2 separate regions of the Mus musculus genome follow, and region 2 is linked to region 1. The links are chromatin contacts, called in public promoter capture Hi-C maps. All regions are on one chromosome and are shown on one strand. Each heading gives the region's core, a stretch centred on a gene start, on an enhancer-like site or on the middle of the called end of the contact. The rest is flanking DNA. Distances are from core to core; before and after follow the strand shown. Region 1 holds the start of AU015228 (expressed sequence AU015228). Region 2 holds the start of 1700020A23Rik (RIKEN cDNA 1700020A23 gene).

Region 1 (5,847 bases), core at 1,844-4,343:
TTGACTCTAATAGAAGAGAAAGTGGGAAAGAGCCTCGAACTCATTGGCACAGGGGGAAATTTCCTAAACAGAATTCCAATGGTCCATGCTCTAAGATCAAGAATTGATAAATCGGACCTCATGAAACTGGAAAGATTCTGTAAAGCAAAGGACATAGTCAATAAGACAAATCAGCAACCTACAGATTGGGAAAAAAAACTTCACTAACCCCACATCCAATAGAGGGCTAATATCCAAAGTATATAAAGAACTCAAGAAGCTAATCACCAAAAAAAAAAAAAAAAAAAAAAAAAAACCCAAATAACCTAATCAAAAAAATGGGATATAGAACTAAACCGAGAATTCTCAACTGAGGAATCTCGAATGTCTGAGAAGCACCTAAAGAAATGTCCTTAGTGATCAGAGAAATGCAAATCAAAATGACCCTGAGATTCCACCTTACACCAATCAGAATGGTTAAGATCAAAACCACAGGTGAAAACACATGCTGGAGAGGATGTGGTGAAAGGGGAGCACTCCTCCATTGCTGGTGGGATTGCAAACTGGTAAAACCAATCTGGAAATCAATCTAGATGTTCCTCAGATAATTGGAAATAGATCTACCTGAAGTTCTTGGGCATATACTCAACAGATGTACCACCATGCCACAGGGGCACAAGTTCCACTATGTTCATAGCTGCCTTATTTGTGATAACCAGAAGCTGGAAACAATCTAGATGTCCCATGACAGAAGAATGGGTACAGAAAATGTGGTTCATTTACTACTATTCAGCTATTAAGAATGAGGACATCTTGACTTTTGCAGGCAAATGGATGGAACTAGAAAATATCATCCTGAGTGAGGTAACTCAGACCCAAAAGTACACGCATGGTATGTACTCAGTAATAAGTGAATGTCAGCCAAAAAAAAAAAAAAAAGTACAGAATATCCAAGATACAGTCCACAGAACTCAAAAAGGTCAACAAGCTGAAGGGCCCAAATGAGGACACCTCAGTCCCATTTGGGAGGGAGAAAAAAAAGCAATCACAAGTGGGGTGGGAAGGAGGAACCTGGAAGGGAAAGTGGACAAGGAGGTTGGAGGAGGGAGTCGAGGTGGGTGGAGAGGGGAACATGATCTAGTATTGGGTGAGGGAAAAGGACTGACGCCCCCAAGACCAGAAGAACTGAAGCCCCCAGGACCAGAAGAAAGAATGGACACAGGCAACCTTGGGAGAAATGAGGTTGGGGGTGGGGGCTCCAGAATGCACCAAAGACCTAGGAGGTGAGAGAATCTCAGGAATCAAAGGGAGGGAACTTAGATGAAATGCCCAACTGTAGGGAGAGGGAACTTATAGAGCGCACCTCCAGCGGGAAGACAGGACATCAAATGAGGGAGAGGGGGGCCATCCCACAATCACAACTCTGACCCATAATTGTTCCAGTCTGAAAGAATTACAGGGGTGGAAATGGAGAGGATCCTGAGGAAAAGAAGGTCCAGCAACAAGCCCAAAGTGGGATCTAGCGCAAAGGGAGATCCTAAGACCTGAAGCTATGGAGCACCCACAAAAAGGGACCTAGCTTGGCCAAAGAACTCCAGAAGACCCAACAAGCAGCTGAAAGAGTCAGATGCAGATATTTGCACCCAACCAATGGGTAGAAATAGCTGACCTTTGTTGTTGAATTATGGAAGGCTGAAAGAAGCTGAGGAGAAGGGTAATCTTGTAGGAGAACCAGTAGTCTCAATTAATCTGGACCCCCAAGATCTCTCAAACACTAGACCACCAAAAAGACAGCATACACCAGCTCATATGAGGCCCCCAACACACATGCAGTAGAGGACTGCCAGATCTGTGTTCATTCAGAGATGATGCACCTAACCCTCAAGAGACTGGAGGCCCCAGGGAGTTTAGATGTCAGGGGGATTAGGGGTGGGGACATCCACGTGGAAACAGGGAGATGGGGAGGAGGTATGGAAGGTGGGACAGTCAGAGGGTGGGAATAAAATATGGAGTGTAAAATAAATAAATAAGCCGGGCAGTGGTGGCGCACACCTTTAACCCCAGCACTCAGGAGGCAGAAGCAGACAGATTCTGAGTTCGAGGCCAGCCTAGTCTACAGAGAGAGTTCCAGAAAAGCCAGGGCTATACAGAGAAATCCTGTCTCAAAAACATACAAACTTACAAAAACCAAAAATAAATAAATAAATATAAAATTAAAAATAAAAACAACTCAAAAAAAAAAAGCAATAGGTAGTGGATAATTACAAGGAAACACAGATTTCTGGACACAGACACACAGTTGTACATAATGGGTTCACAATAGATAAGACAGCATGCCCCAATCCCTGATGTTTGCTAACCTGACAGCCTTAGCCTAGGGTTTCCAGGCCAAGGGGAGATCTTGTCTTAAAAAAGGTTGGTCAACTTGACTATATCTGGAATGAACTACAATCTGAAAGATCCTGACAGAATGTAAAAGGTCACAGAAGGCCTGAAATTGGCAAAATAGATTTCATTGATAGTAGAAGTAGCTTCACTGATTTAGAAAAATAGAGGTGCCCAATGCTCTGGCCGCTCCTTGAACCCGTGTGTCTGCCAATGTTCTGACCGTTCTTGAACCCAGGTGTGTGCCCACTGCTGCACCTCACTGCCAGGTGTTTGTGATACTGGTTGCTAGGATAGAATCGAAAAATCTCTCCAGCAACCACAGCCGGGCCAATCCGGAGTTGCTACACCTGCACCAGACTCTTTCCTTGTACCCCTCCCATACCCATTTCTTGAGAATAGACATTGTTTAGATCTGGAAATCCCCTACACCCCCCCTTCTCCTTTCCCCGCTGAGGGCCTATAAAAATTGGGACCCCTTTCCCCTCAAGGTCGACTCCTTTACCCCTGCGTGGGATATGAGTCATCCCCAGAGCTCTGGCTTTCCTGTAATAAAGCCTCATGTGGGCACATGCCTTTAATCCCAGGAGACTGAGGTAAGGAGATCACTGAGTTCAAGGTCATCTGGTACAAAGCAAATCCCAGATCTGGGCGTGGTGGCGCACACCTTTAATCTAGGCCACATCTTCTGCTGAAGACCTATATAAGGACATTGGAAGAAGGAAGATTCTCTAGTCTTTCCCTGTTTGCCTTGTAGGACAGAGCATCTGCTAGATCCTTGGATTTCCTTTCACAGCTGCTGCTGGCCGTTGTTGGAGAGCTGGACTACAGACTTGGAAGGTGAAGCTTATTGTTGAAGATGGCAGACCCAGATGTTCTCACTGAAGTTCCGGCGGCATTGAAGCGGCTAGCCAAGTATGTCGTCAGGGGCTTTTATGGCATTGAGCATGTGTTGGCCTTGGACATCTTGATCCGGAACCCCTGTGTAAAAGAAGAGGACATGCTGGAGCTGCTCAAGTTTGATCGGAAGCAACTTCGATCCGTTTTGAATACTTTAAAGGGAGACAAGTTCGTCAAATGCAGAATGAGGGTAGAGACTGCTGCAGATGGGAAGACCACCCGCCATAACTACTACTTCATCAATTACCGCACTCTTGTTAATGTAGTGAAATATAAGCTGGACCACATGAGAAGGAGGATTGAAATGGATGAGAGAAATTCCACCAGTCGGGCTTCCTTCAAATGTCCTGTCTGCTGCAGCACGTTCACTGACCTAGATGCTAATAGGCTGTTTGAACCCACGATAGGAACTTTCTGCTGCACCTTTTGCCACACAGAGGTAGAAGAAAATGAACCAGCAATGCCCAAAAAAGATGCCCGCGTGCTTTTGGCAAGATTTAATGAACAAATTGAGCCCATTTATGCATTGCTTCGAGAGACAGAGGATGTCAACTTGGCCTATGAAATACTTGAACCAGAACCCACGGCAATCCCAGCCCTGAAGCTGAGCAAGGACCGAGCAGCAACTGCTTCTGGAGCTGCTGGCCTGGCAGGTGGATGTCACCGGGAGGCGCAGACCAACAAAGCCCCCTCCTATGAGGACTTGTATACTCAGAATGTTGTCATCAACATGGATGACCAAGATGTTATGCATCGCACCTCGCTGGAAGGGAAAGCTGCCAAACAGAGACCCGTTTGGTTGAGAGAGAGCACGGTCCCAGGGGCGTACAGTTCTGAAGAGATGAAGGAAGGTGGCATGGATGTGGACACAGTTCAGGAGCACAAGCAAGCCCACGCAGGGCCTGATGACAATGAGGCGGTCATGCGCGTTCTACGTATTCATGAGAAAAAGACTTCTTCGGCGACCACAGCTGGCTCGGTGGGAGCAGAGGCTCTGGCGAGGGCTGCTAATAACAGTGACTCTGAGAGTGAGACCAGTGAGTCGGACGACGGCTTTCCACCCCGGCCAGCAGCTGCGGCTCCTCCTCATCACCATGAAGATGAGGAAGACGAAGAGCTTGAGGAAGTAGCAGGTGACCCCATTGTTATGGTGGCTGGCTGTCCATTTTCCTTCAGTGAAGTTAGCCAGCGGCCAGAGCTGGTAGCCCAGATGACACCAGAAGAGAAGGAAGCATACATAGCCATAAGTCAGCGCGTTTTTCGGGATCTCTTTGAGTGAGCTTTCCCTGCTTTTTCCTGCCGTTAGCCCATTTCAGAGAGAAACTTCCCATCAAGTGCTTTAAGGGCCTTCCCACCTCTTTATGTAAAGCACCTGTTAATCTAATACAGACGCATAGTAAGAGAAAATTTGATTTAATTTTATTTATTTATTTATTTTTACTGTAAGGAACATCCCAGAAAGGTAGGAAGGTTATATTCAGTTCCCTTTTATTACTAAAGTATTAATATCTTTCTCTATTTCCTTATCTATTTTTTTCCTTTCCCTTTTAAGACATATTTTTCTCACTCTGACTAAAATGTTCCTGTCTCTTCAGAACCCTACTTTGGATTAAACATTTCCTAGTCTTGTAGCTGCACTGTGGTCAGGCATTTGAGACAATTCCTTATATTCCTGTCAACCAAAGCAGCTAACCAAGAAACAGACCACTGCTTAGGGGAACACCCAAACATGTCATCTTCCTCAAAACTGAGTGTGGGGTCCACTCTCCTAGGAGTCCAGGAGAAAGGGGTGCCTGAATCTCAGGGTTGTGTGTAAACTAGAATCCATGTCTGTAAAACACATATGGCTGGTAGATTGTTTCATTTTCATAGACCTTTCAAGCTATACTTTAGGTGACAGATAACAAAGCAGGTTAGGTAAGGAGTCTCCAGTGTTGAAGAACAGAGCACTGGGAACTGTGCCTTAGAGCTGCCTCAGAGCAACTTGGAAGTCTCAGATGTAAAGCTGAGACTGGCCCCACTTCTCCCACTTATTCTGTAGACCTATGCTAGTGCTCTGAATTGAAGAGCCTTTCCAGTCCAGAGCAGTAGAGAAGTGCTGATTGCCCCGCTCTCCTCACTCTTCCAAAGGTCATCAAAGCCTTTATTTGTCTCTCCTTCAAACATTCAGTGCCTCTACTGTGTGGTTGAGCATTGTAACCTCAAGGAATGTAGTCATTAGCATGGTGTTATTCCTGAAGGCACAACTTTCAAAATAAAGGTTTTCATATAAGGTCTACAACAATTAAATTTTGTAGTATTTTCCCTTGCATTGGGACGTTTAGTTATCATTTTGTAGTATATGTGTGAAGCTAAGAGCGAAGAATCTGAGCCTTGTGTAACGAGATGACATAATTACTTGGTTGTTAGATGACTATTGACAGTCTACTAACTGCAGGTCAAAGCTAGTTAACTTCTAGCTCTAACTTCTTGGAGCACAACTAGAATGAGCACTCTCCATTGAAAGATATTAGAGGCTTCTGACTGGCCATCATCTAAGAGCATAGGTGCAATTCTATGTGATTTAAACTTTTTTGGCAATGC
Region 2 (5,847 bases), core at 2,391-4,890, 300 kb after region 1:
CCCCCAACATTCTTAGCATCTCCTGTCACAGTTTTCATTCCAGGACTCCAGAAGAAGTGGGGAGCTTGCAGCCCTACTCCCTTGAATAATATCACTAAAGTTCACTACACCAGAAAAAGGTTTTTTTCTGCAATATATTTTTTTTTCTATTTGAAATTTCTAAAACTAACTTTCAAATATTCTTCCTCTATTTTTGTGAATGTTTTCTAGTTTTCTGGGGGTTTTGTTTATTATCCTACTTTCTGGACAGATTCCTAAACAATTCCCTCAGGATTAGCTCTGCCATCAACAAATTCTACTGAGAGCCTTGACCTCCATTAGGGGTTGCTTCATTTCCAAGATGTGGGTGACTAAGTAGCCATCTGAGAATCTCTCCCTCTTATCCTTTTCCTCAACTCGTGATTCCATCATATTTAATGAATTAACACTGTCATAGTGAATCCTACTTCAGATGCCAAGATTGCTCTTGCTCAATGGTTTATCAGAATTCACAGAAGTGGTTATACGAATGGTCATGGCTTATGACCAAGAAAGGTTGCAGGCAAATTAAAACCAACAATAGAATAAGGTTCATCGGGCAGAGTACAGGAAAACTGGGTGCAAGCTTCCAGTTGTTTATCTGAACATGGAATCGGGTCGGCAGTACTTATTCCTTTCAGCAGTATATATGACATCTTGCACCAAGTGCTGTCAGTGAGAGAAATTCACTGGATGCTCGTGTCCAGAATTTTATTGGAAGATCAGTCATACAAGTATAGTTGACTGCCCATGTTGGTTGAGTTCAAACCTTCTAGAATCCAAGGTAAGCCTAGTTTCTGGTCTAAATCCCCAACAAAAATCATACTGTCGTAGACTATTGATGGGGTCTAAGACTTCTGTGTAAACAGAGATGCTTATATTGAACAGGATATCTCAGGGACTTAGAAACTTAGAAACTTGCTCCTTAGATAACCCAGCAAGAGCCAATCAATTCTGAAGTTAAAAACAAAAATCAAAACCAAAACCATATACTCATGTGTATGTAGGTTGCCCAAAGAGGGTGCTGGCTACCCTGGAGCTGGAGGTGTAACACAAGCAGTTGTGAACCACCTGATGTGGCAGCTGGGAACTGAACTGGAAGTGTAGGAAGTATGTTAGCTACCAAGCTTTCTCCAGCTCCCAAGCCAAATAGCTTTCATGAATGAACATGATACAAATAATTCAGGTTTGTTGAATCGCTCACTTTACCAGATCCACTGCCATACACTGCTGATTCCACGCTGAGGTCCCTGTTACCAACAGTGGGCCCACCCCACTGTTGTTTGCAGTTCATAGATCATGGCTGTTTGCTTCCTTCTGCAGACAAAAGCCTTCAGCAGGTGGGCATTGCTTCTCAGCAATTTCTGTCTCCCTCTTCCCTGTCCTCTGTGGAAGAGGTATCACCAATGGCTGACATGATGAGGTCTACTCTATAGCACAATTCACTGTTCTCAGCACAATTCACTGTTCTTAGAGCTGACTGCACTGTCAGGCTGAGACTGAAGCCCAGACAAGACTGTATGCTGGCTTAGCTCCTTCCCCTACCCAGTTTGCCTCCTTCCTTATCTATTGTTTTCCTTCTGAGAACAACCTCAGGCTTTCAGAACATTGGTCTAAAAGTCCATGGAGTTAGAACCCAACATAGGCTGGAGACATTCGGGGATCACATTAGAAATGACAGTTGAATGAAAAATAACCTGAGAAAACCCTAAATAGAACTCCCCTGCAAATTATGCAGAGCATCTTGTACGCACTAAATCTTTAGTCACACACCCTACTCCCAAACCCTTGCATATGTGGACTATTTTGTCTCAGTAGATCTGTCAGGACCTGACTTTTAATTCCATAGTCCAGGGATACAATCTTGTGGCTGCACCAGAAATGAGCAGACTAGCGGAACTGGCAATTTAAACCTGAATGCTAATTTTCTCATTTACAAAGACAATTACTTAGACAAAAAAACAGGATCCCCTTTATAGCCTATGTACCAGTAGTCAGAAACACAGCTCCCAAGCAAACAAAAGACAGTGGAAGGGCAACTAACTGCTGAGTGACATTAAGGACAAATGACACCTGCTCTAAGTTCCGCCAAGTCCATCAACACCAAACATGTCAAGATCACCTGCCCTGGATCTTTGGGTGGGGTGTCCTGGGAAGCAGCTTAATGGTCTTTCTATCATTTTCTCTCAATCTCTCCTTTTCCTGGGCACTATATTGTCCGTGTCTCCCCTACCCAACCCCTTCAGTTTTCTCCAAGGTACAATTAATATTTAAATTTATGTCATTTCTACTCTTGTCTTTTGTCACCAGACTGACCATGTACTTAGTAGCTCTGTAGCTGCCTTGACCATTGATTCAGTGGCAGGAGGTTTATTCTCATTGAATAATCATAAGCAGTAATGATGACCAATCCACTTATGCCATAATCATTCCTTAGTCTCATTCTTAAGGGTAGACTTAACTTTCCACTAGGATCTTACTTGAGGCACAGTGGGGCCTGCCTGCAATCCTAGCATTCAAGAGGATGAGGTGGAGAATCACTAAGAGTTATAGGGCATCTGCGTTACATGGTGAGTTCAAGGTTAGCCTGGAACACATGAAGAAAGCCTGTTTCAAAACAATTTGAGGTCATGATGTTGTAGGACTCTTAGATTCAAGACCTCTTTTTCTTTTCCTTCTCTTCTCTTCTCTTCTCTTCTCTTCTCTTCTCTTCTCTTCTCTTCTCTTCTCTTCTCTTCTCTTCTCTTCTCTTTTCTTTCTTTAATTTTCCAGGCAACATCCAGCTATATAGTCCAGTTTGGCCTTAAACTCACAGTATTTCTGCCTCAGCCTTCTGAGCACTGAAATTAAAATATATGCCACCATGTCCAGCTCTCTGTCCCATTGCTGAAACCATAATACCTCCTAAAACTGTAGTGCGTAAAACATCCAAATAGCATCCTCTTGTCCCCACCCCCACCCCTGCCCCATGGCCTAGGTTGCACTCTAGAAAAGTCTATTCAGCATCCCAGAGTTGCAAACATGTTTTCCCACTACCATCAAGCCCCACAGCCAGCTGGGCTTGGTGGCACACGCCTTCAATCCCAGCACTCGGGAGGCAGGAGGCAGAGGCAGGCAGATTTCTGAGTTTGAGGCCAGCCTGGTCTACAAAGTGAGTTCCAGGACAGCCAGGGCTACACAGAGAAACCCTGTCTCGAAAAAAACCAAACCAACCAACCAAACAACCAAACAAACAAAGCCCCACAGCCCTCACCCCACTTTCAGGGAAGAGAACCGGACATAGAAAAATTGAATGACTGAATGACATCCTAAACACAGAGTCTGGAGAATGTTCTGGAAGATGCAGAAGTCCAAGCAGCTGTTGTGTTAGCATGCTTTCCTGACATCCCAAGACTGGTGGGAAGTCCCTGGTGCAGAGAATTACTGGCAAGGTGAGTGGGTGAGTTGAGTCTTAGTTCTCAGAAAACACTGATTTGTTACTGAGCCCCACCTAGGCCACCAGTGCTTATGAGGCAAAGCAAACTGTTGTCCTGTCCTTAATTCAAGGTCCTCCCTGATAATAGGTCACAATGCCCCAGAGTGTCCAAATCTAGAATGGTCACCCAAGTGGGAGGAGGTGAGGAGAGTTGGTGAAGATGTGGGGTGGGAGTGGGGGGAGGGAGATCCCCAAAAAGCTTAGTTCCTTACTCACAGAGCTAACCCTTGAGTGTCTGCCAAGGCCCTCCTCTCTTCCCTGATCCCTAATCTCTTAGCACTAGGTCTTCCTAATAACCTCTAGGACCCAGCTCAGCTCACCCTTGCCCTTCTAAAGCCATCCCACTCCTTCCCAGGGGTCTGGATCCTGGAGAGGGACTGAGTAGGGTCAGCGAGTCATGTGCCCCCCCTGGGACTTCAGCCAGGCCCAGCTCCTGGACAGTATCCTAGGGCTGGGGGCACTAGGAGTGACAATTCGAACCATCTTCTCAACGGCTGGCCTAGCCCTGCTGCTCCTGTTGCTGACCAGCTTCCTTGTTTTTGACCTGCTCTATGGGTAAGTGCCACCTGTCAGATAGGTGTCACAAACACAAATGAGCAATTGCCTCGAGCTGCCATCTTCTCTCTCCACAGGCCCACAGGTGCCAACCTGCCACGACACAGACTTCTCCCAATGGGTCAGAGCCAGGGGGCTGGTGAAGGCCCAGGACAGCAAGCAGCTCCCCTCTCTCCAACAAAGATGGCCTCGGGACTGCTCAGCCTGCAGGATGCGCTGCTCCTGCTGTTCCTGGGCCTGCGCCTGTTCTTGGGAGGCTCTGGTATACCCTTAGCCATGCTGGGCCTAGCTTTCTGTATCCATCCTTGGGCCTGAGGGCCCTCCTAAAGCTGAATGCCTTCTGAAAATACAACATCCAATCTGCTCTCTCAGATTTCTTCTCTTCCATCCTGAGCTACATGAGGGTAAGGTTGTGTGATAAGGACAGAATACTCCATCATATTCAGCTTGAACCTCAGGGCCTTCTAGTTCCACAATGTGGACATTTGAGAACTGTCAAAGGCATATTACCTTTGCCTGAAGCTTAGGGCATTAAGAGAAGGCAGAGAAAAGGGTAGTTACAGCAACCAACTCCAGCCATGGGGTTGGAAGCAGCCATCAAGGAGGGACAGGTGTGGGGAAGGCTTCCTACAAGAAGAAGAATGGTAGGCTTGCTGGGCTCTCCTGCTAGCCTGGAGGGACCATTAAGTAAAGGACATAAGTGACTCTCACACTATGCAGTAGCTCCTCTCTTGGCTGAGCCCCACCCCAGTCCGGGTCATAATGCACTCCTCTGGGGATGGTGGGGCAGGCGAGGGAGAGACTGGGATCTGGCTGCCAGGCCAGCCTAGACACAACAGGAAGCACCATGACTTAGGTGGCTCTGCCCAAAGGTAAGTCCTAGGCCCCAGTTCAAAGTCCAATCCTGCCCATGCTGGTATCCCCCTGACCCCTGCATGCCCACCTATCCAGAGGTCCTGGGCATCTTAAGGGCTGCCCCCTGCAGCTGGCCTGGCCCTGTCCACAGGTGCACCAGCCGTGATGCAGCAGCCACGAGTGGAGTCGGATATCATCGGGGCTGGCGAGGGGCCCCAGCGGGCAGTGCCCTGGTCAGCCTGGATCATCCGTCAGGACTGGGTGCGCTGGTGGGTATGCCACATACCTCGGAGCTGGACCCAGTGGTGGAATACATCAGGCTGGCGGCAACCACTACAGCGGATGCTGTGGGGTCTGGAGGGGACACTCTACCTGCTGCTGGCACTGATGCTATGTCACGCACTCTTCACCACGGGCTCCTACCTGCTGAGCTCGCTATGGCCCGTGGTGGCTGTGATGTGGAGCCACCTGCTGCCAGCAATCCTGCTGCTTGTGCTCAGTGCCCTGCCTGCTCTGCTCTTCGCAGCCTCCTTCCTGCTGCTCTTTTCCACACTGCTGAGCCTCGTGGGCCTGCTCACCTCCATGACTCAACCAGGCTACGCTCAGGACTTGGACCAATAGAAGGGCAACCCCATCTTACTGCTTGTGTCTGTTGAGCCCTGGCCTAGGGCCTGAGCCCCGTGGGGAGGGGGGCAGTGGAACTTCAACAGACCTCAGACCCCCCCCCCCCCAATCACAAATACAAGTGGGGGTCTGGCTTCTGGGCATCTACCTTAAACCCACATTGGTGTCAGGAACAGGACAGACAGTTTAGCCAGGAGCAAGAGCTTGGACCAACCACTGAGAGCACCCGTATGGATGTGGTAACATCACTTGGTCTTCCTGGCAGAATCTTTTAGTCACATCACCTCAGCCCTACCAGCTTCAGGCTTCCTGAGAATTTC

The links. Promoter capture Hi-C pulls out the DNA fragments that hold promoters and counts their contacts.
Region 2: a contact with region 1 is called in a promoter capture Hi-C map of stem cell-derived epiblast-like cells, with 2.4 times the contacts expected there. The contact joins the promoter of 1700020A23Rik here to the promoter of AU015228 in region 1. A contact is called at or near these places in 4 of 39 promoter capture datasets (the SN4741 cell line, embryonic stem cells, liver and 1 more).

What each region holds. Positions count from the first base shown.
Region 1 is chr2:130,097,301-130,103,147 of GRCm38.p6, forward strand. AU015228 (expressed sequence AU015228) reads left to right here and starts at 3,094. Exons shown (of 1, transcript NM_001033197.2): 1 at 3,094-5,847. The coding sequence starts at 3,224. The coding sequence ends at 4,543.
Region 2 is chr2:130,401,656-130,407,502 of GRCm38.p6, forward strand. It overlaps 1700020A23Rik (RIKEN cDNA 1700020A23 gene), which reads left to right and starts at 3,641. Exons shown (of 2, transcript NM_001163483.1): 1 at 3,641-4,048; 2 at 4,126-4,419. The coding sequence starts at 3,891. The coding sequence ends at 4,363. It overlaps Tmem239 (transmembrane 239), which reads left to right and starts at 4,867. Exons shown (of 2, transcript NM_025753.3): 1 at 4,867-4,920; 2 at 5,055-5,847. The coding sequence starts at 5,069. The coding sequence ends at 5,524.